Linked DNA regions of Rattus norvegicus: all the other regions are linked to region 2. A link is a contact called in public Hi-C and HiChIP or PLAC-seq data. All regions are on one chromosome and are shown on one strand. The core of a region is the stretch at or near the end of the contact, and the rest is flanking DNA. Distances in the headings are between cores, read along the strand shown.

Region 1 (7,587 bases), core at 4,406-6,905, 180 kb after region 2:
TGGGGTACTTCTCTAAGGCTCCAGATATCTGAACTTACTGATTCCTTCAAGATAAACCTACAGGGTAGGAAATATCATCTCACTCATAGGTGAGAAAATGAAATATAATAAGCTCAAGTGATCTGTCCAAGGTCACATCTTTCCTTTGTGGCAGAGCTGAGAGTCAAAGCTAGAATATGTAACCCTAACTGTTGAATCCACCACCTCTCTCTCCCTCCTCAGTGTCTCCAGGGCCATAACAACTGGTTTCCTGCACAGCAGCTTTGGTTCAGAGACCTGTAGATTCCTTCATCAAAGAGGAAATTGGAACTAAGAAAACAAATTCACATGCAAAGCATTTTGTCTTATGGGCTAATATTGGGATGTAGAGTGAATAAATAATTTGTTTTATGTATTTCTTGTGATACTCAGCTTTGGTACAAGCAGAGAGTATAATTCAAGAACTATCTACAGACAAAAAAAAAAAAAAAAAAAGGGAGCCAAATAGTCTCAAAGTGGGAAATTTACCAGGTTCACAACTTGTAAAGGAGGAATGTATGAGTAAGACGTCAAATATGCGCAACCCAAACTGTCCCACACAAATGTATGAGCACTCCCTGGAGAATTGGCTGCCCCTGGAAGGCCTAGTTACAAATTTAAGGCATAACTCATTTTCAAGGTACACAAAAGCCTGTATACTATTTTGTGACTGTCCTTAAGACAGATAAATGGAGATGGGAAAATGTGATTTGAATGTCACTAAAATCCTATTGTTTTATCTTTTTAGAAAAGCCGCCTGACATATTTTACAGGGACTTACATTATGGCTTTAAAGTAATGAAGCCGTGGTGGAATGTTTCAGAAGGTTGTTATACTTGATTTATTCCAGAGCTGGGGAGGAGGAAAGGTCAGGTGTAGGTGTGTGAAGTTGTCACAGATATGACACAGAAGCATTGGAGTGTGGAAAGAAGTCTCGGCAGATTGTTTGCTGGCCTCCTCACTGGAAAGGAAGGACTGCTCCTGTATGAGCATAAAGGACACTGAACGAGATGTGTAACTCAACTCAAAACTGATGAAATGAGAGGCCCAAAACTTACATATGTCTCTGCTAGCGCATGTGTGCTTGCATATAAGTACAGATTCATCTCATCTGTCTACACAACGTGCTGCAATGCTCCCCTCCTGTCTCCTTTATACCATCAGTGGTGCGCTTAACTCCATCTGTCTTCATGTGTTTGCAAAACACACTTAGAATCCTCATCAGAACACAGTTCTTTGACTCTATTAAGGTTTATGGTTCTGCCTCTGGATGATTTTGTTATGGCTCAGACTTGTACACACACACACACACACACACACACACACACACACACACACACACACACACGAAAAAAGAATAAAACAGGTCTCAGGTCTCAGCTGTCCAGGTAGTAGTCAGCCATTGGTGAAGGTGAGAATGTGCTGAGCTAGGAAGAATTAATTGCAGTTACACTTTACTGACTTCTTTTGTATTACTGGGCAGAATGGCCAGATCCATGCTCTCCATACCATGATCTGTTCTTAGATGATGCTTGTCTGGATCACTGAGCATGGCACTCTGAGGAGAAAACCAGTTTTACTGCATTTCCACTTGGGATTTTGCATTTCTAGCATTAAGAGTAACTAAAGTATCCTTCATGTCTTGCCAGTAGTATGTAAGCTAGAACACTCAAGTTGGAATCATTTATGACTAATCTCTTTAGTTTTTCTGGCATTGGAGAGGTAGCAACTGGAAGATTTAAGTGTATTGTGTTCAAGGAGACCAGAGACCAGTGGTTACAGCAGCCAAAGAGTCCTTGAGACACAGATGGAGTTCTGATGGGTTCAGTGGGTGTCTGTTCTGGGTTTATTTAGTTGCCTAGTGCTTGGTGCAATGAATCCTTACTGTTACTCTGTTTGCTGGGGGGCAGGAGGAGTGAAATAACTGGATAAAAGATTTAATTTATTTGAATAGCTGGTCCTATTGGAGGCTGTTTGTTCTGTAGGGTCTTTATGCAGAACTGCATTGTAGGGGAATAGACAACCAAACAAATTAGATGAAGCTATCAGTTCCCAAAACCTTCCCTTTTCTAAGAATATTAATTTTCCTCTCTTAAAATCACTGTCTGCCAATCTTGGTATCCTTTTAGGTATATATATATATATATATATATATATATATACATATATATGTGTGTGTGTGTGTGTGTGTGTGTGTGTGCATATGTATCCATGTGTAAATTAACATGAAACTAGGAAGTGGGGAAAATATAATTCTTAAACCAGAATGAAGTGTTTATCAAGAATATCTCAGTGTGTTCTCCTTTGTCAGTCATCTCTACTAATGGCAAAGTGTTTTCTGACTTTCAATACATCTGTTCCACAGACAGCAGTAATTAGTATTTTGTTTTGTTTTTGTAACTTACTGTCAGGCCAGCATCATACTCCACTGGCCTGTACTGGGATCCCATTTGTGTGTGATGTCAGCAATCACTTCTCCAGATAAAGAACAGAACTATCTGTGGGTGGGGTCAAATATGCTGTGACTTGGGACCCCTGGAAACAGCGGAAAGCATTTGTGGCAAACAGCTACGGCACATGCCAGACTTCTAAGTCATACACATCTGTAGATGGAGAAAAGTGGCTATCTACAGTCGCTTAAAAAATAGAACCATTGTCTACAAAGAAGGCAACTGTAATGTACGATTTGTAAAAGCAAACTATTTGTAGGTGAAAGGATATGTTTTTGTCAAAAACTTTTGTGGTGTCCCTCCACACTGCAAGTGATCTGGGTGGTAAGTCAGCAGAGTTGAATAGTAGAGATGGAGTTGACTTTTGACAACTTATTATGTGATAAATAGTATTCATTTAACCCAGAGGATCTTGAGGCCACCTTTAAACCTTGGTGATGCTGGCTCTTTGCCAGATACATACAATGAAATTCTTTGACCTACATTAAAGGTGTCACCTGAACTGTATCTAGCCACTGCAGTTGGCTGTGTATGTGTTCATTACACTCTTGACTTTTTCATTTTGGCCTCAGTACCTTTTTGCCTAGAGGTGGTCTCCTCATTGTAAGGTTAACAGTCACGAGGCCTGATTGTATGGGACTAATTTTTTTTGACTTGGCAAACTAAGTCCTTGTATAATAGATGTGATTTAAAGGTTGTTTTGTTTATAATTTTGAAGATGGTGAGAGATTCTATATCTGATTTTATCTTATTTTTTCCTTTCTTCTCCAAATATAAAAAAAATGATAAAATTGGTGATATTCTCCCAAAGAAGATATAAAAATGTAAAATTTTAAATGGGAATGTTATATCTGAATACCCTAGGAGATTTCAACAAAATAAGCAGATTAAGATGTGTTCGGGCTTAAATGATTTATCATTCCATCCTGTAATGTGTGTGTGGCCATGCTGGCAGGAAAGGACGCTGGGTAGATAATGTGGAGAGGAGAGGTACTAAGGCAAACTGAACAAATCTACTCCAGGAGTTAGCTTCCAGAGGGAGGGACAGAGATGCAGAGGTAGACAAGCTCGATGTGTATGTGGTAGAATGTACAGTTGCCACATGCAAGAGAACACCAGGGGATGCTTCTACCTATGCAATCTTTGCTAGGAAGCAAAGGTGACGAGGTTATTGTCAGAAGACACAAAGTTAGTTCGGGAAGACTGGACAGAGTGAGTTACAAGGCGATAGATTGAAATGGGACGTCCAGACAGAGGTGATGAAGTTATAGGCAGTTACTCAGTGGTTGCAGGAGTGAGAAGAAACGCTGGTGTGACACACTTAGCTATTCCTTAATCACGCTCATTAGCCCCTATTGTCAGCTCCAAAAGGAAACTTTTCATTGTGATTTATACCCAGAATGCTAGTCACTGAAACCCAGAACTTCTCAAAAGCAGCTGCATGCAGAATCCCCTATGTATCACCTTGCTCGTTTCTGTAAAAGATGCAAAGAACACCTTGCTCGTACCATCAGAGGAAGAGTCCCACGCCCAGTTGTGTGTTATGAAAGAGGCACTATTTACTATAAGATCCAAAAGTATTAATTAGCTGCCTTTGGTTTAAATAAAATTGATTGTTAAGGCAGAAAATAGAGGATATTATGAGTCCTGTTCTGCTGTAGCCTCCCAATAAAAGATGCAGTGACCCAACTCATTAGCCCTTTGATTTAATATATTGACACTTGGGTTCGAATAATTCCGTTTAGTGGCTTTTGCTTCCCAGGGATCAATTTAATTAGTTATAAAATGTGACTTCTTGTCAAGAGCTAGAAGAAATGCTGACGTTAAATAAAGTCATACGCAATTTAAACAATAAAGCTATCGATGCCTGGTTAAAAGTTAATGATGCAAGAAAAACGGCTTAATAGAGACAACCTCAGCATTGCAAGTGATGCTATGAAAATTAAGCTAAGTGGATGAATGAGGAATGTGATGTTGTTGAATTGTTAAAACAAATTCGGAGCTGCTCCGATGGCTCAGCAAGGTTGTGAGTGGTTATCCTTCAGCTGGGGAGACAGGACTAATTGTGGGTTCCTTGTCACTAGGACTTGAACATCAGATCAGTGCGAGGCTTTGGTCCAGGTTTGGGGCCTGTGAGCTAGCAAACTCCCTGAGATGAACCTCATACTTCATGAGTGGCTCCAGAAGTGCTGTTCATGGTCATGCCTGGACCTCAGTGAGGGCCTCAGTGAGGGCTTTCTTTTCTCGGTGCTCTGGTGGCTGGGTCCCTCTGCAGAGGGTTACAGGCACTCCTAGCCCCAGGCCTTTTCTGAGAAATATTGAAGCTGAGTTCTAGGTCTGGACTTTGGCCTGGTATGCTTCCTCCCCCTGGAGAGGTATCTCCTCCTTCTGCAGGGAGGCTGATGACCACATAGCTCTTCCGATTCAGAGATACACATGTCTCTCATCAGGTTTATTTGATGCCACCAACTTCTCCGATGCTCTGGCTTTAACTCTGGTTTGAATGATTTTTCTATGAGTGTCTCTAGGTCCAGCAGACTTAAATTAAGTAGTAAGTGAACTGACCCAATGCTAAGCGACTAGATGGTTTCTGAAGTGCTTTCTGACTCCCTTAATTCAGTCATAGATTCAAACTTAACTGCTTAGTCCATGAAATCAACTGCTTTCAGAGCACAGTCAAAACAACCAGTAGGCTGGCTAAATATACCCTGTGTCCTCTGGTGTGTATGCACACACCCACAATCAACTGTCTTTTGACTCGCCTGCTATCTTAACACCGGTTAGCTAAATAAAAGATTACCACATTTTATTGTCAGACAAAATTTATATCTCATTCCCTCAACTGTTGCATTTCCAAGCCATTTGCTCACTATGTGAAAACAAGGCACATGTTGAAACTTGAAGAGTTTTCAAATACCTCCTCTAGTCACAAGATTGGCATATGTGTGCTGTGCTCAACTCTTAGAAACAGCCAAAGAAGCCTGCAGTTGGCCCCCAGTTTATTGACAGGCACTGTCAGTGGTTGCTGGGTGGGAATACAAGAACAAGGAGCTGTGCTCTGGAAAGGAAGATGAAGGGGGGATTGATGGCCTTCCAGCTGCTCTCTAACACCCTTCCTGCACACCTTGCAGTGGAGCAAAGACTCCTCCATTTCTTTCCTGGAGTAAACTAGAAAGGTTCAAGATTGAAGATCCTGGGTAGAAGCTTACTCTTTTGGAAATTTGTTTATTCTTTCTGCTGATTCAGCTGCCAAGGAAATTACTGTAGCATCGACAGTGGACCATCAACGGGCAAGTGTATCCATCTAGGAAAAATCACTGAATAACGTACCTTGTCTATTTATATAAAATGACTATGCTTGAAAATTGCAATAAAGCACAAAAGCTTTAAACTTCCAGCAAAATAAGCACATTAAGATGTGTTGGGCCTAAAATGATCTGCAGGTTCATTTGTCTTTCTATCTTATAATATATGTAAACTCACTGGGAGGAAGGATGCCTTGCAGTTGATGTGGAGAGGAGAAGAGGGTACTCTTGAGAAGCTGGCAAACTTAACAGAAATCCCCCAGAAGCTTCCCTATGGGAGGGGCAGAGATGCAGAGGCAAAGATCCCGCTTGCTTACGTGGTGGAGTGTTCACACAGGCCACAGGCAAGAGAACACAAGGGACATTGCTGTGTATAAAATTTGTGCCAGTCCTAAGCTCACCACTGGAGTAAAGGTTATCTTTTTATTTGCTTTTCCTTTTGAATGTTGGGGGAAGGGCAATTAGCTGAGGACAAGAGGGAAATTGTTAGGGACCTCTGTAAGATAAACTATTTTGTCTTTGTGTTGACATTATATTGGCTACAGCCTACACAGAGGGGGATTGCCTGGAAAGGGAAAAGTCAGGAAAGAGAGGCATTAATATTTTTTAGCGTGTGTGGGTGCAGCGGCAGCAGAGGGGCCCGTGTTTTCTTACGGCTCAGATGGCAAAGCTAAGCATTCAGCCTACGGCAGGAAAAAGTGCCTTTTTTGTTTTCTGACTGCAGAGTCCAGGCATTCCCAGGGGAACACAATGAATGGCCCATTTTGTCCAACGCGGTTTCATAGACATAGATCTCTTGTTTTTCATCATTATTCTTGCCCGTCATTGGGTGTGCACATGACATTTGAGCGTGTTTTAAAGTCTTAACACACTCATGTGCCTGCAATAAAGTTACTCATAACAATCCCGCTTTCTCCAGACAACAGAGCGGGGTCTGTTATTTTCATAAGTCATGGCAGCTGGGAGGCAATTGCATAGACAACAGCTTAATCTAGCTGGAAAATGCAGGAAAAGGACGGCACACACAAAATTTCCTCCCATGTTATTCTAACGTGGAAGAATAAAAAAAATTATCCATGGGTGGTCTAGCTCGGTAACTGATTGGCAGACATACTTTGGATTTTTTAGAATGGTAAATGTAAGGCATTACTTTCCCTGTATTTGCTAATTGGCTAGCGAGCAGGATCAGAATGTGATACTCAGGTTGGTCTTAGTGGTCATGTGCTACTCTGAGCTGCTGAGAAGCAGTGTGTTTGTATGAAAAGACATTGAGTGAGGCAGTTCTAACTCAATGGCGAGCCCTTTTCGAGAGGTTCATGGAAGGCTCACTGGAGGCTCATAGCAATTCACAGCTTCGTCAGGCTGTGCTTCTGGTGTGCAGTCAATAGTAGGCCCAAACTCACAGCGAATAACGGGTTGGGGAAGAGGAGAGAAGCTGAAAAATTGAAATCTAACCTCAAACTGCCCGGTGCAGCATGCAGGCTGTGCCCTCAAGGATGCTGGAGCACTATTAGTCACATGCATTTCGCCTGGAAGATAGGACAAAAGACCTGTGAGTAGAGTGGAGAGGGGAGCTTCCCCTTTCTCTTCCACTGTGACTGAGAGAGAAGGGATTGCACAGAACCCTGGGAAGGAAAAGACTTAGGAAGCAAGATTTGCCCTGCTGTGCTTAACCATATCAAACTCTGCTGGCTTTTTCCTTTCGAGGAAATATGCTGTGACAGAACTTCTTGTAGGCTCTTTAAAGATACACAGGTGACACAAAGCATTCAGTCTCTAAGACATAATGGCTTTGCTGGTAGTTTTACTGGAAA
Region 2 (7,117 bases), core at 4,275-6,774:
CTGGCCAGGGTGCCTATTTTTGGAAAGAGGAATTAAGATACTTTGGAGAAAGTACTGCACTGTGTGCTGGCATTCCAGATGGCCAAACTAGAGTAGAACCAAGCCCAAGGTTTTGAGGCTTTCGTGCCAACGATGACCTCATGAGGTCCAGCCTGGAGAAAGAGAGACATAGTTCTCCAACAATGATGGAGAATGGCTTCTTCCTTTCATATTTCTATTGAGTGATCTCCAGTGTCCTTCTCTTTTCCTGTCTCTGACAAAATTAGCCCTTTATAATTAACAATTGTTAGGTTTTTGGCTTGTCTCTCAGACTTCTCTTAGAGCCCCTTTCACCCCATCTACCCATTGTGTCCTCTCTACCACACAGAAAAAAAACTGTGATATTTTTCTCTTTGGCATTCCTGTCTTTTCCTAGCAGGCTTTTCTAGTGGGGACTGTGGGCGATTTTACACTTGATTTGTTGAATCTGAACTCTTTGCTGTAAACTCTCACACACAGAAGGAGCTATCTTTATAAATGACAGAACGGACCAGGCCTGAATGGCGCTTTGTTTACTGTTTTCCTAAAAGGGGCCCCTCTATATTTCATCTGTCAAAGTTGCTTTTCTTTCTTTCAACAATGCTTGATTGTTTTCACAAAAATTCAGGTTCCATAGACAGGAGAATTCTGTATTATATTTTCCTGCCAAATTCCGATCTCTGTTTTCCTTCCCCTGTGCTCACAAAGGGCTCATAACTTACTGTCAACTGTGGGCCGACCACAAAGCTCCACTGTTGCTCAGCAAATAGGCTCTATTGCATGATGGCTTGACTAGCTTGTAAAGTTTGCTTAACTGGAGCAGCAGTGGCAGGAGGCATGTGGGTGCTGTATCTCCCCACAGGCCAGGAGTCTTCACTGCTCCCATCAACTTTTATGCTTTTAACTCTTTTAATTGTTGAACAGAATTGACACTGCTTTGTTTAAGCAGAGTAGATGCAATTTAAAGCCCCACGGCTGCATTTGGTAGCCCGGGACTCAGGAGAAATTAATTAGTTTTTTTGTTTTGTTTTGTTTTGAAAAAAATTCTTTTTGGTTGGCAGTTAGTGTTTTTTGTGATTTGGGAGGGTGTCAAAGGGGTATGCCCTCGAGTTCTGAAGTTCTGGCTGATGTGGCAAGAGAAAGTCGGATTGAAGAGTGGAGGAACAGCTACTTCGTGTGAGTGATTTGTGCCTTTTAGCTGTCACAGGTCTTAACTACGTTACTTTACCTTCTAATTTTCTTAACTTCAAAGCCTACCTGATTGGGTGGGATGGTGGTGTGTGAGGAGCCGCCGCTGATGTCACGGTACCGAACTAATAACTTGAAAGGCATTTTTGTGTGACATTTGTAATCTTCCTAGGGAATTGTAAAAATTTTTTTTTTAAGATTTGATTTTCCTGGGGGTTTAATATGCATGCCTTTTTTGGATAGTATTTATTAGATTTTCTAAAGCATGCACTTTGTTTTCCCTGTGTGCTATAAGGTCCTGGTATATAATTACATAGGAAGAATCACGGACCTCATCCACAAACTCTTCGAGGAAGAGTGATCTGTTCCCCACCCCTTGTGGTTTTCAAAGGCAGGCTGCATCTGACAAGAGGCCTTGTGTGCAGTGGTAAAGATACCTTCTCTAGTGAAAATATTTCATCATAATAAACATTTCAAAGAGGCACAACTGACAAGCAGGCCACCGGGTAATTTCTGGAGTGTTTTAACTAAAGAACATGAAATAGTCAGTGCTCACAAACAATTCTGACTAAGGAAGACTGCTGTTTTACCAGGATTCACCGTGTTGGACATCGTTAAAGGTATTTTTATACGAAACTCCAATGAATTGAATTGACTTCTGAGAAATGCATTACATTAGTGCTCCATTAATTCCTTTCACTCCGAACCCCTTTATTCTGTCATTTGTCCCTTCTACACCCCCACCCCCACCCCCAAGTAACACACACCCTGAGTTTGTTCCCTGTAGTGTTTGGCAAAGTTCAAAAATATTTATTTGTTTCTTTCCTCATCCATCTGCTCTAGAAACCGCTGCATTTATGAGCTTGGTCCTCAGGCAAGTTTATTCTTTTGGTACACTCGGCTTCAAACAATGCAACTAGGCACCCCAAGCTGCAGCGAACATTGTTTTGACTGAGCCCAGTGAAATACTTATATTTTGTAATAATGAAGTCACTAAAAATCCAAATAGGCCAGGTCGATTCTTTAAAGTAAATGGAGGTAAGAGGGCAAACATCATGTCTTCAGTCAGCCATGACGCTGCATCGCAGCACAGTACTCTTTAGAGCATTGGCAGGAGCTGGGTGCTTGCCTGATTTAGAAACAGAGAAGCTGGCCTAAGACAAGAAACAGTTTGGAGCCTCGTGTGAGGACAGGTATCACTGCTGCCCAGGGTGTTGGTCTCCCTGAAAGAAAGGCAAGTGTGAGTGAGCTCTGAAAAGCACTCCTGCATTTCAGGGAACACGAGTGGTGCCTTAGACTTTCTCTGCACTGTCAAGTTAATATGAGTACTGACGATGGAAGTTCCGCTTACCATAAGCTTGTTTTAGTTTAAAAATCTATCCAAAATGACCTTGAATGGGTTACGGTATCCAAATTCTTGGATTTGCTCTTTTGGTTTGTCTGTCATTGAAAATCAAGGGAAGAGATGGACAGTAGGAGGTCCAAATGGACAGTCTGAGTCCCAGACTCGACTTTGTCCTTGGGAAACAGCTTCAGTGGTGTGGACAGTAGGATCTGGTCTTATGTGTAACTCTTTGTAGAGATGGTGTGTGTGCACCTGTGTGTAGAAAATGTACTGTCCCACCTATTATTGTGTCACAGACAGATTGACAATAGTAAACTTTTACTGAGTGGAATGTTAAATGATTTCTAAAAATTCAGAATTTCTTTAACGATTTTTATTGGCTTTGTTTGAACTAAAATATTTTTCCTCTAAGTCTTATTTGAAGTAGCTTAGCAATTTTTCCATTTCTACTAAATGTTAGGTGCTTTCACAATGATTAGTTTAATAGTCACATCAACTCTTAAAGGTACATGAATTGACCCCACTTGTACAAATGGGGATATGGTGGCTCAGATAGTTAAATGACTTCTCAAGTCCACAAGTCTACTAAGTGAGAGGTCAGAGATTTAAATCCCTTTTCAAAACCTTCCCACCACAGCCTTCCATGTAGCAGCAGGTTCTGTTAAGACAAGTAAGGTTTTTCTAGTTATAGGCACCTTAGATACAAATAAATACCGCATCTCTAAAACTCATCCTCAGAACTCTCTCAAGTCAGGTTTGAGAAGTTGCAAGGCATGTTTTCATGATGGGGGCCTATGACTGTGAATGACACCTACTTCTTTCTTTCTTTTTTTTTTTTTTTTGGTTCTTTTTTTCGGAGCTGGGGACCGAACCCAGGGCCTTGCGCTTCCTAGGTAAGCGCTCTACCACTGAGCTAAATCCCCAGTCCCCACCTACTTCTTTCTTACAGTGAACACTTGAGCTTGGGAAAGCCAGAGGTTCTTAGCTTGGTAGATGCAGTTAGACACTCAGTAAAGAGTCTCTTAATATGCAAAGCTGTGGGCAGCCACATTTGACTTTCATAATGATAAGCAAAACAATTCTGTGCAGTGATTCATGGAAACAATTGGATTCTCATGTTCTCCTGGAGCTGTTTATGATAATATGTAACCAGCAAATGCAAGTGAGAAATTTACAGCAAATAGCTATAAGGAAGGTAGAGAGTTGCCGAGGTATGGAGGGGAAAACACAAGGTAGTGGCACTTCGGTTATCTGCAAAAGCAGACTATTTTGTGCATATTAAAAATGTGGAAATCTGTATTGCTGGTAAAATCTTTCTTTAGTTTCTACAGACAGTGACAGTTTAGAAAAATTTATGCCATTGTGTTTGAAGGTTTTCTGCCTCTTTCCCTAGAAGTTAGGGCATATGCAATGTCATGTACAGTAATGTTTTAGGAGGTTGTTTGAGTTCCTATGCCCTCCTTGGGATCAGCGGAGACAGTTGTGTCTGAATGAATATTGCTGGAGCTCCTGTCTCCTTCCCCCTGGCCCCTAGGCTGTCCTGATCCCTGCTTTTGTAGCTGGTACAGCAGTAGGAGTCATATCTTTTGAAATGCTTCCAGCTCTGACCTGTGTCCAGAGTAGCTTCTGTGGTCAGAGCTGGTGAGTAGAAATTGAATCTCATCCTCCTCTAAACCTAGATATGAATGAGCAGAGATATCCTTGTATTTCACTATTGATTGTTTAAGGACATAGTTATATGTGGGTCAGCAATGCTTGCCAGAAAATGCAAACTAGAAGAGGAGGTTTACATTAAGAAACAACACTACAGCACACCTCCCAGCCTCCTGTACTAAAAGCTGTAGTTACTTGCTTAACTGATTTTGGGTCAAGGTACCTGGAATGAGAGTCAGGTGGCCTGTTCATCAACCTCCTCTCCTTCCTTCTCTTTCTCCTCTTGCTTTCCCTTCCTCTTCTTCCTACTTATCTTAGTTGTTTTCTATTGCCCAGACAAATCACTAAAACTGAGGCAACTTATAAAAGAAAGTATTTAGTTTGGGGCTCATGTTCCAGAGAGTTAGAGTTCAAGACCACCATGGCAGGGAGAGTGGTAACAGGCAGAAGGCATTGGTGCTGGAGCAGTAGTTAAGAGTTTACATGTTGAGACAACAACCACGAATCAGAGAGGAAGAGTTAACTGGGAATGACTTAAGCCCACCCCACAGTGCAATGTCTCCTCTAATAAGGCCGCAACTCCTAATCCTTCCCACACAATTGTACTAACTTTGTCTAAACATTCAAATATATGAGCCTGTGGAGGCCATTCTTATTCAAACTACCACAGCACTCCTCTTCTTTCCCTTCATCTTCTTTCTCCTTCTCCTTTTTATCTCTCTTTGCCTGTCTATCTCTACCCCTTCTTGCAACAGTTATCTAGTAATCAAATACCTCCAACTCTAGGATTAGAAATTATCTTGTTTGTTTTTGAAGTGCTAGGGATCAAACCCAGGTCTAGGACAGTTTTCTGCTGTCGGGCTATGCTTCAGGCCTGAAAGAAAACAAAAAAGAATAGATTGAAGTTTAAGTGAGCATTTAGAATACACACACACAGAGAGAGAGAGAGAGAGAGAGAGAGAGAGAGAGAGAGAGAGAGAGAGAGAGAAAGAGAGAGAGAAAATACTCATAGTGATAGTCTATATGGAGAGACTATATTAGTAAGGAAGGATTCATGTGATAATTGTAAATAGTTAATAATTTATATTTCAAAAATCTTTAGCCCTGGTAGAATCTGCCTAGGAGTTAGACTGTCAGCTGTCACACTCTGTCCTCTGTTTGCTTGCTATGCCCTTCTGGAGAGCGCTCTTTCATTTTCTCTTTGTCTTGTGAGACATGGCTTTTGCTCTGCAGTCCTGGCTGGCCTCATAGTTACTATGCAGACTGAGAAAGCTTTGACCAAAAAAAAAAAAGGCTCCTGACTCTGCCTCCCGAGTGCTAGGATTAAGGACATGTGTCATCTCACTTGGCCTTACATTTTATTTTACGTTTTGAATAAGCAGTTTTATTCTTTGGTTTTCTTATCATTAAACAGGACAGTGATGTCACCCAAATCCTATTGTCTGAGAACATGAGCTCACACTGTATGTATAGTAGCACAGAGCACAGGATAGGGACTTTCTAAGCTTTTAGTGATTGCTTCAATGTCCATCTGTCTAACCATCATCTATCCATTTACTATCTCATTTGTCCATCCTTTTAATGTTTCTGGAAACATAAATTGATGTTTGATTTGTATTTTTAATTGCAGTTATGTTTAAAATTCAAAATGAATTTAATGGGCCAGGGCGTGTGTAAAGAGGAGATATTTAATCGAGTATGGAAGTTTGGAAGCTTCATTTTAAATCTTCTAGCATGGCTGCTATTTTCTGGTTAGTTATATCCTACCAGTTTCTCTTTACTTATTTAATGGCATTTAAACAACTGGGTAATATTTTCCAATGTTACCTTTACACCAAATATTGTGCTAGGTTGGTACCGTGGGATTCAGAGAAACATGGAGTTTTGTTATTTTTCTTGGAAACTCATAATCTTGTTGGGACAATTTATACAATTGTTTATAGTCTATCATTCTTTCATTAGAAAAAATGTTGTATGCATGAAACATTGAATAAATGTTGTGAGAATGACTTCCTTAGATCACTTCCTGAGAGTTAAGCCCACAGTCCCAGGGATAGTCCCAACTAGTTCCACAAAGGTCAGAGAAGTGACAAGGCCAGGTAGACCATCACAGCAAGAGTGAGCGAAGCTTGAGGGTACCAGTGTACGCAGAGCAGAGGGGGAAGGTGCAGCCCAGAAAGGCTTAGGAAAGTTGGACGGGTCTGGGTGCAGGGCCTTGAACGCCTGGGTGAGGAGTTTAGATTTCATGGTGTCTCCTGGGAAGAGCTACTGATGTGTTTTGATCAGAATAGTGGGGGGAGACAGAATGGCAGCAATTCATCTGAAAGAAGAGGGACTTGAAAGAGGTAAGCCAGTTTAGGGTAGGTTGCTGGAGTTTGAGCCAGATGTATAGATTAACCCTGTCCTGAGGTGATTGTTATGGTGTGCAGGGAAAGCCTGAGAGACACGAGCAGGGAGGCTTGACACAGCAGAGGCAGGCTAACAATGAGCAGCCATGATGCTTCTGGGACTCTTCTGCATCTGTGTAAACAAGGGAAGGTGCTGAGGAAAGTCTGATGAATTTAGTTTTAAGTTTCATTGCTATGGCACTGCAAAGCGTATCTTCATGTTAGCACCTTGTGGTTGTTTGGGGCCCTTCATGGAGGAAGACAGCTCAATGTTGGGAGAAGACAAAATAATCAGGGAATTTAGAAATAAAGCAGAAAGATGCTTGTTCAAGAGTATAGCAACAGAATAGAGCTGAGGGTGGCAGCCTGGGCATGTGAGTGGTTTGTGTCTGTTCTCTTAGGTAAAAAAGAGTGATCTATTGGCTATTTTCCCTCTGCCTTTCTTTCCAGAACTATTGAACAGCTGTGAGATATGGTGCATGGGTCAGGCACTAAGGAGCCAGCGATGAGCAGGGCAGGTGTGAAT
Region 3 (7,185 bases), core at 4,365-6,864, 220 kb before region 2:
TTGCCAGGGGAGTCTAAGCCACAGAAGATGGGGGAGGGCTGTTGTAATTGTGGGTTTGGCCGACTGACGGCTGGAGTGCCCTCCTCGGCAGTCTCAGTTGTAGCCGGAGGTCATGTAAATCGACCTTAAAAGAATGCATAAGCCATAAATTAAACCCTCACCCAAGGGCTGATCCATAAGTAGACAAAATCTAATCTGGACAAAACGGGCTTCCCTTAGAGCCGACCTAAACTGCCCCCCCCACCCCAAACTAAATGCGAAGTAAGTTTTCTTAGCGAATGAATATTTTGTTTTCTTGAAAAGTGTCGGGTTGATTCGCGGTGTGACTGCGCCGCCACAGTTCTAAGAGGCGTCAGTGTCAGCCAGTCTGGGGAGCAGGGACCCGGAGGACCCGCTGGGCTTCTGAACCTCCCATTTCGGTTTGGGATCGTTGGTTAGTTGTGGGGTTGTCGCTGGCCTAGGGCGGGCGGGACTCCAGGATCTCCATAGCACTCCTCATCAGGGGTGAAGTTTGCCCGGAGAACTAAAGAAAACCCGGGTGGCTAGAAGCCGCGCGCTCGCTCCTCGCCCTCCACTACCAGGGCTGCCCACGACTTTCCCGGGACATTCGAGTTCCAGTCCCCTCACTCCCTCCATTACTGAACTTTACTTTTTATGGTCTTCTCAGCAATACACACACTGAACTCCAAGGCAGTTCGCAACCCAACGGTGGTCCTCTTTGCTCAGCACGCTTGCTGCGCAGGCTGGCCCGCTGGCGGCGTGGGCGAGGGGCGGCCCCGTAAGGCTCGCGCGGGTTCGACTTCCAGGTCCTTTGCGCTTCAGCCGGCACCCTCGGCTCAGAGCCTGACCCGCAACCTTCGTCCCTCTAGGCTCTCTGCCCGGCCCGCTACCGCTGCCCGCTGCCCTATCTGCTGCGGGCCGATGTTCGCAGCACCGGCTGGGCCCTGGGCGGGAGGCGGTGCTGGCGAGGCCCGCCTGCCCCGGGGGAGCTGCTTTCGGCTTTCTCCCTTAAAGGGCAGTGCGAAGAAGGACCCGGGCTTGTGCAAAGGCTGCTGGGGCTGAACTGCTGCAAAGGAACGGCCAGGCTCTGCGGAGGACAGATTAGCTCCGGGTCCGCGCAGCTTTAAGATAAAAAGAATTGGTGTGTTCGGACAGATAAAAGGTGGTCGTTTCCGGCGTCCTTTGAGTTTTAGTTAAGCTTGTCTGATTCTGACCAAGTATGAAAATGTTTGTTTGTGTGAATGACCAGTTATTGACAGCCGCTCCTGTTTGTGGTCTAAAATAAGTCATTTACTGTGGCTGGCAGGGCTGCTAGTTAGCAAGATGGGCTGTTCTAGGCTGCTTCTGTGTGTCGCCTCCTGTAAGGGCCGAACTTGAAGTTTCAGTCTCAAGATAGCCCAAAGCTGTCCCAGTGGCACAATGGACTAGGCTCGGGACCACCACTTTCACTGTCTGAAAGGGAGTACGGGTGACTTCCCGGTGCTGGACGCTGAGCTCCAGAGTGAACTCCAGTGGCTTGGCTTTTGGCCCTGGCGGAACCGCCCAGCCAGCAACCCAGTGGAGAGAATGCCCCTTCCCCCCGCCCACCAGGGTCTCCACTCTTCTGTCCTTTGTAGTCACATGTCCGGGTTTTCCCCCTGGTCCCGAGAACAGACACAGCCCCGCCCAGTCTATTTCTAGAAGGTGGGTTTGGTGAATAAAAAGGTCAAGTGGTTACGTTCCCGAGCTGGTCCATAGTGAGGGGGGACAGGACAGACACCTGGCAAGGCCCGCCCCGCCTGTCCCCCCAACCCTGGCGGGCCTGCCTGCCTGCGACTGGCCTCCCTAGGCCACATTCTTGTGCTAAGTTCGAGAGGCAGTAGGAAAGGCAACCCTGAGCCGGCCCAGAGCAGGCGAAGCTGATCCCAGAGATGGCATTTTGTTTTGAACAGTTGGTGGGGTGGACGTTTCCTCATAAGGTAAGGTGTCAACTGGACAGTTGGCTGCCCAAATGCCACATGTATAATTAGCCTGCGCACTCAGCACCTCATCCCCAAGGCCCATAGGCACGGGCTTGGCTGACTTGAGTAGCTCAGTTCAGCTCTGGATTACAGGATTCCCAAGGGAAGCCTAACCCGCCAAGAGAGCCTGGGGAGGCCCTGGCTAGAAAGACTGGCCATGACGCCTCACTTTTGATTTCTGCCTTTTCTGCTTCTCCAGTTTTTCTTAGTTTTCGGCTAAGGGGCAAGAGCTGATTATGAGAGGGTACCCAACATCAGCGGCAGGTTGCAGACTGGGCGGGGAAAGGGAAAGCAGAAAGAATCTGGTAACATCGGTACCCACATGCTGCCTGCCCTGGGGAATCTGCTCAAACCCCTCTGTATGCACTTATTTACTGGGGACAGCAAGCCTTGGTACTGTATGTCTTGGCTTGGGAAGGGACTTTAGAACTGCTCACTTCAGAGGTCTCTCACAGTAATTTAGTGTCAGTGCCTGATTGTAGTTTCTGCTCCGGCTTCAGGCCTAGTTGCTTGGGGTTGCTAGTGGATCCCGGAGCTGGGCAGATCTGTTGTTTCTCTTCTCATTCCTGTTCAGCCTGGGGTTCTTGGAGTAGAGCCTTGTCTTCCTGTCTGCTCAGATGGATGCTAGAGTTTCTTGTGCAGCTTTCCTGGACATCATAGCCTGAGGCCAGCTTTAAGGTTGCTGCCCCCGTGCAGACCAGATTTGTGCAGTTTCAAACACGACCTTCCCCCTCTGTCATCCCTCTGCCACTCTGTGCACTCTCTGTGGAATTCAGCACTCAGCATTAGGCACTGGCATCAATTCGCCTCCTTCCCTTGCTTCTAGGCCTCTCAGATACAGTACTGGAAAGATTCGCTGTATTTCAGAACAAATGAGCAAACATTTACCCCAAACCTTCCAGAGGTTTAGTGGAGCAGATGAGAAGAGGGCACATGGCTAAGTCCCACTTGCTTTGATGGAGCCAGTGCAGTATTTTCTTATAGCATGACCAAGGTGATAGCTGAAGTTTTAGGTCTCTCAGCCCCGGAATTTTTACCGATGCACTTTCTAGAGGTTCTTTGTTGAATAAAAAGCATATAGATAGGCAAAATGACATGTAGATTTCTTCTAAATATTTGAGAGACCTTATAAGAGACACTATATTGTCCCAGTTCTTAAGAAAAGGGAACAAACCACTAAATGGCTCACATTTTGAAAGCCAATGTCATTGGATCTAGTTTATGGCCAAAAACATCAAGTGACTAGTACCTAGATACCAGGAGGAGACCATGTATTCCTCAGGCAAGCTGACACCCTTAGTCACTTCATGAGCACTAACACCTCTTTCTCCTCTGCCCTTCTGCATTTGCATTTCTTACTATGACAGGCTGAGAAGATTTTGTTTATTGTTTATCTGGTTCGTTGTTGCTTTTTTTGTTGTTATTCTAGAAGTGAAAAAAAGGAATGTTCTCTTGGACTATACGTCCTTTTAAATTAAAATGCAAAAATTGAGTTTTTTAGAATTATGAGGTATGGTACTCTGTGCTATATTGAACAACTACAATACTCAACAGTATATTGTAAAAACCAATGTTAGGAGACTACTTACCAGGCAGTGGTCATGTGCCCGTGTCTGCAGTGACGCTAATGCACTCAGCACGGCTCTCAGATGGAGTGATGCTCCGGGGATGCTGTCCACGAAGCGGCTCTCAGTAGCAGCAGAGAGCAGCGGCACTTTCTTTATACAGAAAAGCAAAGACTTACAACGTGTCAGCATAACCAGTAAATCTTCCTTTATACAGCTTCAAAATATATAGCTTTAAACAAATAAATGACAAATTTTGGTGGCATTATTGAGGTTTTATATAAATTTTTATTTGTCTTGTTTTAGGAGCTATTGGGTTTTAAGTCAATGATCAAATTCCCACATATTTTTCTTAAATATCATAAATCTGAAATATTTTATATAATTCTTTTTCAATTAATACAATAGGTACTAGAAGTATTGGTATTTCTTGAGAATAAGGTAACACGTTGGTTTTAAAGCTTTTAGCATTTTCTATCTTTTCATATTGGTTATTTTAATCCACTAGTGATATAACTCACACATCTATATTTATATCATGTATATGTATCTACTACTTAAAACAGCATTTTATGAAATTGTAGTTTGGGTTTAAGAGAACTATTTGCTTAAACATAGTTTAGGGATGGGTGTGTGTATATATCAATTGATGTTTTTGAAGTCAAGCAGAACATTCCCTAGAAATGTGTCTAAGAAACAATATCAGTACCATATCAGGCACAGACAGGTACTAGAGATGATAAAACACAGATAACATGCTGGGAGACGATTTGCAGATGGGTGTAATATCTGCCGTCATGAGGTTAGATGTGTCATGTTACTGTATATGTTTTTTAAAAATTAACCTAGGCCATTTCCCATTGATGGAGTTATGTGGCTAGATGGGGTTTAATGATGGCAGGTATTATAGAAACATGCTAACATGAACAAAATAAACGCTTAGTGCTGTTTTAGAAGAAGAAATGAACCAGTTCTGGGGTCTGGAATGCAACTTGCTTAAGAATATGGTTCTCTGTTTTTTCTTTCAACAGCGAGAAATAAGGTGCTGCACAACGGTAGCATTTCATGTCCTCAGCTGGTTCTGTATTTCCTTGTGATTATGTCCCCAATGTGAAAAGAGTCTAGTTTAAAAAACTAGTGTTTTGAAATATATGAAAGCAATTTTTACTAGACACAAGCACATTTTAAAGAACAGTATGGCCTTGTCAATTAAGTTTTTCAATTGTTATCTGGACATTAATTGTTTTGGTGCGTGGCATCAGAGCTCTTACTCCTCTCATTATATATTCATTAGTCATTCTTAGGAAGGATGTTTTTATTTTCCTTCTTCTATAGAAGAGGGTAAGGCTTTTCAGCTAATTATTCTTAGACATTTAGTCAAACTGGAAATAGTTCAAAATTTGCATTATGGTTTTGGTGGAGCTTTTCAAGTATATAGTATCTGATTGTCATAGTTTGGATAAAAATATTAACTGACGAGCATGGACAGAGAAACGGAATATAATTTAACTCTCTTCCAGGCTCTCACCTCCAAAGCGGGATGCTGATGCTCTTCTTCAAATCTGTGGTAGTCTTAAAAAAGGGAACAGGAAACCCTAAAATCTCAGAGAGGCAGTATTGATTCAATTCTTAACCCAAATCCTTCATATCATTGCTCAAAATAGCCAACTTTGCACCAATATTAGCCATTCTTTTTATAGTGACACCACGCTTAGTAAAAAACTTCTAAGCACTGAGGTCAGGTGTTGAGATTGGATTCTAGTTTATTTTTTATGAATCAGATAAAGATTTCTGTGCATGAGACCATATGTGAAGATGAGAGAACAAGAACATTTCCATATCAAAGGCAATATATCTGAGCTGCCTGGTAATTAAGATGCAGTGGTTTGGGCTCTGCACTGGCACTTAGAGCATCTCCGGGCCCTGTGCATCATGCAGGCTGGTGCATCATGCAGGCTGGTGCCTCTGCGTACTTCTTGAAATACACTTATGATTTTGTACAAACATTTATGCCAGTCCACACTTTTCTGTGGATAATTTGTATTTCATCCAAACCATTCAAAGTCGAAGTTATTTTTCGAGCTACCCCCTCATTATGGCTTTTGTGCGTCAACTATTTTTATTCTAGTTGTTTGTATTTCCTTTTACCAGAATGATGGCTTGTTTATATTCAGAATCTCTTCTTGCTCCTCTAAGACCCCTAATATATCACCCATTTTACCATTCACTCAAAAAACTTACATCTTTAGGAAGGATGTGAGTTATTTTCTGAGGTTAATTGTAGATGGTGCAATCCACTATAAACTAATAAACCACATTAAAAGTCAACTGCCTAGTTATTTGTGCTTTACAATGCTAATATATTTAGGACTCCTCAGTAACTTGTGTAGAATATAATATTGGGGAAATTTCAAAATGTTTAGAGAAGAATCCAGAAATCTTCTGTTTTACGTTTTTATAGCATGAAAATGTGTGGTGACATTTTCTTTTATACTCCACGTGAAAAGCAATACTTTGAAACTGTAGAAATCTTGCCATTTATCTAGAGTTACTTGTTTCTTTGCATTTAAAGAGAGATGTTTGGTTTTATTTTGTAATACATTGAGTTAGTGTCTTAACCTGTTTGGGACAGAACAGCGATACAGTGAAAGCTGCTGTAAATTAGAAGAGTGAAACAGGAGGATCTAGCGGTTGGTGCTCTAATGCTGCGTCTGTTTAGGACGCTTTGCATCTTTGGGAATCAGCTTGAATGTGGTCTGTAATTTTCTGGACTTTCTATTTCTGTGTTTTCTCTCTATGAGCGTTCTGCTGGCAAGGACTGCTCTTGGTGTATTTCATTAGGAAGCTTCGAGGGTCACTGAAACCTTTTTAATGCTTTCTCCGGATTGAAGTATTACTGTTTATTGAGGGTTGATATGATACTATAAATCCTGTAAGAATCTTCCATGTTTTAGTTATTTTGGACCAAATTGCTTAAATATATTGATTTAATGCTTTTCAGTGACGTCCCATGTAAAGCGGCAGAATGAGATCAATGCATTGTATGATGTGGGTATTATGATATGCAGATTTCTCATGCTATCTCAGATGTCATCGCAAGATAACCCCTTACATGATCTTCCTGTCACCTGCATCTGCTCATTGTTTCTAGTCGTAGTAAAGAGAGATGTTGAATTGTCTGCCTTTGATATATTCCTCGAAATGCAGAAAGGGGCTTCAGTGCTGTTTTTGATTTTACCTTCTAAACACAGTCTCTGCTTCTTTGAAGAAAGTAGTTCTTTAAAATTGTACAAAGAAAACTGAAAACACTTCATTTTCCAAGTCTAAAAGAAGCTCAGTGTGTGTAAGAAGAAAATACAACATTTTTTTTTAATCAAAGAGCACAGGTTTAAGAAGGCACTCATTCTGACACATGGCCGTGAAGCCTTCATTTCATATTGTGCAGACACATTACTGGGAAATGTGATTGGGTGCTCATTTCTTCGCACCCAAAGGACATCTGCTGAGGGCAGATGTTTGTTACAGAAAACTTAGGCTTTCATGTCCAGCTTTACTACCTGTTTACTACGAAATGTAGCATTTGGCCAGTTGCAAAACTTGCTTCCTTTTTCCTCTTCTGT
Region 4 (6,895 bases), core at 1,933-4,432, 140 kb after region 2:
GTCTCCTACTGAAGAAGACGTGTCAGGATGCCTTCATTTCCGGACCCAAAAGTGATTGGATAATAAAGCACAATGGGCTGGTGCCCAGCTGTGAGGTTGGGAGCCCAGATGGCAGAGTTCCATGGATTGTTCTTGCTCTGTTAGGATCTGCAACATGAATAGACCTCAGTTGATCCAGGAAACACACTTCCTTTTACAGCCAGGAAGAAGGGAAGCTAAGGAGAGGTGAGTGTGCCTGGCATAGATAGGAGACTGGTCTTCATTTAGGAAGGACCCGGGTCTTCTTGTCTCTTGTTTAGTAGATTTGAAAGACATTTCAATTAGATTTCTTTACATTTTAAAAAGGAAATTCTCATATATTTAGCGGGGGGAAAAGCCTCTGTCTCAATCTGTGAGGCCAGTTTCCTGTGTGGTGCTCCTGAGGTCATTCCTAAGAGCACAATTGCTGCATTTATTAAACTTTTTATTTACTGAGGAGTGGACGGGAGCATATGGGAGCCATGACAATAGCTGACTGAGGAGAAAACAAAGCAATTCCAGTGTTCTGCTGCTTTGAAAAAAGTCATTCAGGATTTGCGCCTATTGGTTCAGCTGTTGTAACCAAAGCCTGATAAGATAATGGAGGGCTTTGTTGTTGAATTTTTTTCCTGAAATCCTTTATCTTTATGATGGACTGGGGCCCTTAGAGTAGAAGCTTTTAAATTGCTGCTGGATCCAGGACTCAATTATCTGCTGGTGCCTTGGGACAGGGTCCTTTCTCAGGCAGTCATCACAAAGCAACTTTTATCAAGGAATCTTCTGGTGTGTTGTGGGTCTCCTTAGCTCACCCTGTTTATTTTTTGTTGACTTTTTGATGCCCTATTTTGTGACATTTAAAAGAAGATTCCATCAAAAAGGCCAGGGCTAAATGCTGTACTGGGCTTGTGAAGTAGCAACATCACAGCCCATCTGATGTGTGCAGGGCTGCAGCGGGAGAGGCAGCAGCTTGACCAGGTTATCCGAGGGCAGGAGAGATCAAATGTGGCTTTCTTTTATGATTGACATTGTATTTTTAGCTTTCTTCCCAAACAATGTCCATTTTAAAACAATTAGACCTGACCTGGAAATTGACTCGTAAAAGCTTTTCTTTTCAACTTAATTTAAAATCTTCCTGGATTGTTGGCTGAGATCCTGGATTGGTGTTACTTTGAAATTACTGTTAAGTGCTTTTTTAATCCTTCTAGGACCGATGTGGAAAAGTCTGTCCTCATCGGAACCCCCACTTCAGCGTCTCTATCCACCCTCTTCATCACACCACACACAGGCATTTGTAGCTGCAGTCTTACAATTTCACTGTGACTTTCTATCAAGTCTGTTAAAGTAACCCGCACAGGGAAACAGGCTGGTTAGCTTTGTTTCATGTTGAAGCCCTTGGACTTCTTTAGTTGCTGCTGCTTGTCCTTGGCTTTATTTGAAATAAATTTTACCTTTAACAACACAACCCTCATTTCATTAGAAAGGAAAAGCATGCAGAGACATGCCCAGAACTTAACTCAGCGCTCTCTCTCTCTCTCTCTCTCTCTCTCTCTCTCTCTCTCTCTCATCCTCCTACCCCACCCTGGGCCTTTCCCCTACCTTTTCTTTCTCCTCCCCTCTGACCTCCCTCCCCATTCTTTTAAAGTGTCTTTTTCTGTCTCCCACTCAACTGCTGTGCATACTTCTTCATTTTCTTCTAAAAATTTAGCTCTTAGGAGAGCCATGTTCTGCTTTGCGACTAAGTGCCAAGGGCGTTATTCGCAAAGATTCTTGTGCTCTAGAAGTCATGGGCATGGAGTTATTTGCAAAGAACAGAGGCAAGTCCACATGCAAAGTGCCCAACCCTGCCCTGATGGCTCTGCCCTGGAGCCCTTCTCAGCCTTCCAGTGCCCAGTTTTGTTTTGTTTTTTTCCTGTGCTACCAATTGTAATTATATGGGTTTCATATGGGCAAAATTAGCTGGCAGATTATGACGCTAACTTTTATGAACTGATGTGGGGGAAAGAGCTTTAAATTAATCTTAAATATGACTTTTGATTTCCATTTTAAACCAAAAAATAAATTAACTGTTAAACATAAATTCTTATATATTTACTGTTTTTTTCCTTTGGTATTGAGCTTGAAGAGGGATTTATAAAAGTTATAAAATAAATGATCTATTTTAGTTAATTTTTCCGGGTTCTACAGATTCTGACCAAAAAAGGCTAGAGGGGGGATTCTGAACTATTATAATAAAAGATGGTATTTGAAAACTTTTGATGAGGGAAATTGCCACCATATTTACATTTAAAAAACTGTTTCCTCATTTACACACTATTGACTTCCTATTGAGGCTCAAAATTTTAACTACAACTGGTAAAGAATTCAATGGATCAAATTCAGTAAATCCAAAGTCACTGGAATAAAGGCCCCTCAGGAAAAAAAAAGTGTCAATTTTAAAGGTCTTTCCTAACTGAAGACCATTTTGTGATAGAGCCAAAGGTTAATAAAATCAGTAGTGAATGTAGCAATTTTACAGATAAGCTATTCACAACAAGTGTAGTTACTTGAATAAAAAGCTAATTCAGTTCTAAAATGCCACATGCAGTAGCAGTGAATAGCTGCTTTTAGGTGCTTTCCAGAGGAGGGTAAAATACAGAATCGCAGCGCGCTCTTCTCTCACTGCGTCCCCGGCCGCCTGTAAATTGCTGTGAATGGGGCTGTGGGCTGACAGGCTCTATTAAGACAAACTGCCTTTCTCATCGGAGAGATAAAATAAATCAGGTGTTTAGTCAAATTAAAATACTTCAGCTGGAGCAGGCCCCGGGGAGCACTGATCCACCTTACTAATCCGAGAGAAACTCAAGACAGATGTGGTTTGGGGATAAAGATGACCCCATGGAAGAAAAAAGGAAAGAAAGGAAAAAGAAAGAAAGGAGAAACCGTGCTGTAGCTGGCAGCCCCATCTCTGTAGCTGGAAGATAGATACAGTTTACGGTGGTGCGCCAGACGCACCCTGTGTGTGACACACAATAAAAGCCGGCGCACTGACTTGGAGGAAAGCTGTGTACAGAAGCTTTTTTTTTCTGGCTCCCTTCCTGTGGTTTATGAAACTACCTCTGGCTTTGTGTGGGAGGCAGAAGAGGCTATTTTCTGGCAGTGCGTCTGAGAGAGTCATTTTAAGACAGTCTAAAGATGTGAAACAGATGACTTCAGGCAACCGATGACCTCTGCTGGCCCGCTGAGATGGGGCTCATCCCAGGCTCCCGTCTTATTTATTATTTATTTATTTACGTATTTATTTAATCTCAGTTGATTTGGTCAAATCTCAAAGCATGATTTAGGGTAAGATTTCCCCACATATTCTTAACTTAATTGAAGAAGCATCTTACAATCATCTGCCATCCCTAACAGTCCTGACTGTACTAAGGGGTCCTGTACACCCCTTTGGCTGCCTCCTCTTTCAGCCACTTTGAGCATTCTAGTTTCTCTGTAATGTGGAATCTCGGTTCAACTAAATGGGTCTGGGAATGAAGTAACTTGGACTCTCAGGTTGGCTGGATCACTATGACTCACAATTGATATTATTTTTATTACAGCAGGGTAGGTAAACACTTCATTAATTTAAACAGAAAATCTATTAGCATAGGTTCAAATACTGAGCTTTAAATTAATTGTGCCAAATGTATATAATGTATGGAATAGAAAGGTTGCCTTCTCCAACCTATGCATTTAGAGAACATAAACTATTGTACTGTTTGAATGTGTTACTCCCTAATCTGAACCCAAGCTATACCTACATTGCTATACAGAGGATTTCTCATTCTAAAGGAATTTTACATTTCACCCAGCGCCATTTGTTGTGACTCATAGCTGTACCAACAACTATCTGTTAATTATCTACCTGTCATCCAGCTATCACCTATTGCCCATCATTTAGATCTATTTAGCTATCATTTACTATCTAGTGCCCATCACATACAATCTATATCTGTCTAGCTATGTATCATTTATTATGTGCCATCTGTCTACATATATGCCTACCAGTCACCTATCAATTATCTATCATCTATCTGTCTTATTATACCTTTCTATTATATTATATCAATCAATTATAAACTATATATCACCTATCAATGGATCAATCAACCTATGGATAAATCTTACTTAAGTAAAATGTGGGGGAAAAATGTGACTCTTTTTTAGTGACAATGATATATGAGTACCAGAACCCTTAACTTACAAATCCTACTGTCTCCTTGTTTTATTTTCCTTAAAAATATGGCTAAGTGCAATGGAAGAGTTTTTAAATCACACTTAATGTTTACAGTCAAATGGTTTCACTGTCTTTACACTCTGTAAAATGATTCATCTAACTGGTGTTATTTGGTAAACTTAGGTCACATAATGGAGTTACCCAGACATTTACAGATAGCACTGTTGGCTCCTACTTGAACAGGAAGCTGCTGTTTAAGACCACCTCAGCTTCTCTGATTACCAAGCGGAAGAGAAAGAGAAATTAATGACAGGTGGTTGAGAAGGCTTTAAAACTGGAGAAGGAAGAATTTCATATTCATGGAAAAATAAAAATCCAACCTGTGTGCCTTTGGTCCTTACCCAAAACACTCTGCGGGGTGCTTTATTATCCAAGAACAGTGGTAGGGCAGCCGACACAGTGGTCAGCAAGCCTCCCAACTCACCTCATAGAGTCAAGTAAAGGAGAAAACTACAGTGTATTAAAGATAGGCAGTAAAAGGTGTACACTTTTTTTTATTGATTTCAGAACTTTCCAGCCTGTTCCCCACACCATGGCCAGCGTGCCCTCCTTGCTCCAACTGTTAGTGTTGTTGCATTATTCTCAGAATGGAGAGAAAGCTCATCAAACCTGTTCTATGTGGAATGACATTTTCTGCCTCTTTATCCTCTTTCCTTATTCATATTTAATCATCTTTATTTAATCTCTAAACATACCAAAGCCTGTATACCCCACCACGCAGGTGCAGAGACGAAGTCTATATTGTCTATATTGTTTTTTCCTTCTGAAAAGCTCTTGATCATGTATACTCCTACCCACAACCCTCCCCTTATCTGTAGTTCCCTTGCAGTGGTAATGTTTCATATTTTCTGGAAAGTTCTTTGATCAAAAGAACTTATGATCAAAAGTTCTTTACCTTGCTTATGCATATTCTTCTTGTTAAATTCTTGCTTTTCCAGGTTTCCTTCCTTGAACTTGGGTCCAAACTTGGGTCAACTTCCCTTAGCATACTTGATTTGCTTGCAGTTTCTCAGTAGTAGTTTACATTCATATAATGATTATTTTGAGTAGTGCCTGGCACATTGTTTCAATCAAAAGATATTTACTGAATTAAAATGAATAAAATCAGAAAATAAATGAGCTCCTTAGTTTTCCTGTATCTTCTTATTCCTGTGTATTGTGATGAAAGCACGTTGTTTGGATCTCCTCTGGAAACCTACATTTATATTTTTCTTATTTAATATTTTTGTGTCAAGAACAACTTTTTCTTTTTCTTTTTCTTCTTCTTCCTCCTCCTTGCCACCCTCCTTGTCCTCATCCTTCTCCTCCCCTCCTCTCCTCTTCATCCTCCTCCTTTTTTTCTAACCAAACCTAAAATCCTACTGATGAAATAAAAACTCATTTTTCTTCTTTAATGGTTTCCAAGAGCTACTCCTGATTTGCTTGCTGTGTATTTCCATAACTAGTGTCTCCTTTCTTGTATGTCACTCTTGTCTCTTAATTCTGAATATAGATACCCTTTCAGGTCAGTCAGGGAGGTCTTTTTCTGTTTGTTCTTTTAAACCTGAGTTAGTTATTAAAATCAAAAAGTGTTTCTATCTGGGTTGCTTTTCTGTCAACATCTGTCTGTCTTTGAAGGAATCCTATGCTAGCAAGGGCTACTCTGAAGACACCTTTTTTCTCTGGGGGTCCACTCAGAAAATAGGGACACACGTAATTAAGATATTTTTAGCTTCTTGGTTTGTTCTGGTGCTTTCCTAGCAGGCACGAAGGGGAGGGCTTCACAGGACTGAAAGTCTCCCCTTCCACATTCACAAAACTCGGAGCTCTTCATCCCCTTTGACAGCGGCTGGCATCTTCCTGAAAAGCTTTCAAAGCATAGATCTCTTCTTTATAATGAAACCAGTGAGGCTCCAATACAGTGGCTGCAATCCTTATCTTACACTGTGGTAAAATGCTCTAATTTAGACTCACAAAAGGATTCTGTCCCCTTTACTTAAGAGAGCTGTGCAATTTACCCATAAAAGACTGCAGTGCCATTAGCGCATACCGTAAGTGCTCTGCGTCTTTGCGTTCATTAAGCTGCACATCCTTATGCATGGCCTTTCCAGTCTCTTAGCCTGTTTTCTCCCTTTGAGGAGTGACAAATGACAAAGGGGCGAGGGAGCCCCCAAGCAACATTGTTGCCTTTGAGGACAAATCTGGAAACCTTAGCTTGATCCCTAGCACAAAACCAAAACAACCAAAACAACAGCAGCAGCAGCAGCAGCAGCAGCAACAACAACAGCAACACCTTAATACTTTCTTACCTAAGGCGGTTTTAATTCTCTTGGGAAAACTTGTTCCATGCCCAAGAGATTGATGACCTCTTTCTTTCCTCTGAACTTCAGACAGTCCTTCGACAATAGAAAACCTACGAGGACCACAACTAGGGAGATCCTTAAATAGTGCTTTGTGAGCACCTGCCGACCCTTGCTATTAATAATGCCACTAAAGAAAGGGCAGTTTTAGAATATTAAACTAGTTAAAGTTTCTGCACTTTGGTCAGAACTATAGAACTTTGATTTCTTTTTTTAAAGTTTTTTTATTAGCATATATTAGTTCTATGTAGTAGTATGTTTGTGACAACATTTCGGTATATAGTGT

What was found. A called contact is a pair of places that touch in the nucleus more often than the background predicts. HiChIP or PLAC-seq counts read pairs in DNA pulled down with a chosen protein or histone mark.
Region 1: a contact with region 2 is called in a Hi-C map of Schwann cells, with 6 times the contacts expected there. The contact joins two enhancer-like sites. A contact is called at or near these places in 1 of 12 Hi-C or Micro-C datasets (Schwann cells) and 1 of 1 datasets of contacts at active chromatin or transcription factors (oligodendrocytes).
Region 3: a contact with region 2 is called in an H3K27ac HiChIP or PLAC-seq map of oligodendrocytes, with 7 times the contacts expected there. The contact joins two enhancer-like sites. A contact is called at or near these places in 6 of 12 Hi-C or Micro-C datasets (the A7r5 cell line, Schwann cells, frontal cortex and 3 more) and 1 of 1 datasets of contacts at active chromatin or transcription factors (oligodendrocytes).
Region 4: an H3K27ac HiChIP or PLAC-seq map of oligodendrocytes shows a contact between it and region 2, with 2.4 times the contacts expected there. The contact joins two enhancer-like sites. A contact is called at or near these places in 1 of 12 Hi-C or Micro-C datasets (Schwann cells) and 1 of 1 datasets of contacts at active chromatin or transcription factors (oligodendrocytes).

Annotation. Positions count from the first base shown.
Region 1 is chr1:179,302,274-179,309,860 of GRCr8, reverse strand. All of the region lies in intron 7 of Sox6 (SRY-box transcription factor 6), which reads left to right. Among named protein-coding and RNA genes, the nearest start is that of Trnav-aac35, 84 kb to the left of the region's middle. Within about 2 kb of position 5,655, at least 14 of the 93 cell types and tissues checked have an H3K27ac peak or open chromatin away from gene starts, as enhancers often do.
Region 2 is chr1:179,478,313-179,485,429 of GRCr8, reverse strand. All of the region lies in intron 2 of Sox6 (SRY-box transcription factor 6), which reads left to right. Among named protein-coding and RNA genes, the nearest start is that of Trnav-aac35, 91 kb to the right of the region's middle. Within about 2 kb of position 5,524, at least 1 of the 93 cell types and tissues checked has an H3K27ac peak or open chromatin away from gene starts, as enhancers often do.
Region 3 is chr1:179,698,255-179,705,439 of GRCr8, reverse strand. It overlaps a transcript of Sox6 not described here. Among named protein-coding and RNA genes, the nearest start is that of Sox6, 36 kb to the right of the region's middle. Within about 2 kb of position 5,614, at least 2 of the 93 cell types and tissues checked have an H3K27ac peak or open chromatin away from gene starts, as enhancers often do.
Region 4 is chr1:179,340,643-179,347,537 of GRCr8, reverse strand. The region is part of intron 5 of Sox6 (SRY-box transcription factor 6); the gene reads left to right. Among named protein-coding and RNA genes, the nearest start is that of Trnav-aac35, 46 kb to the left of the region's middle. Within about 2 kb of position 3,182, at least 12 of the 93 cell types and tissues checked have an H3K27ac peak or open chromatin away from gene starts, as enhancers often do.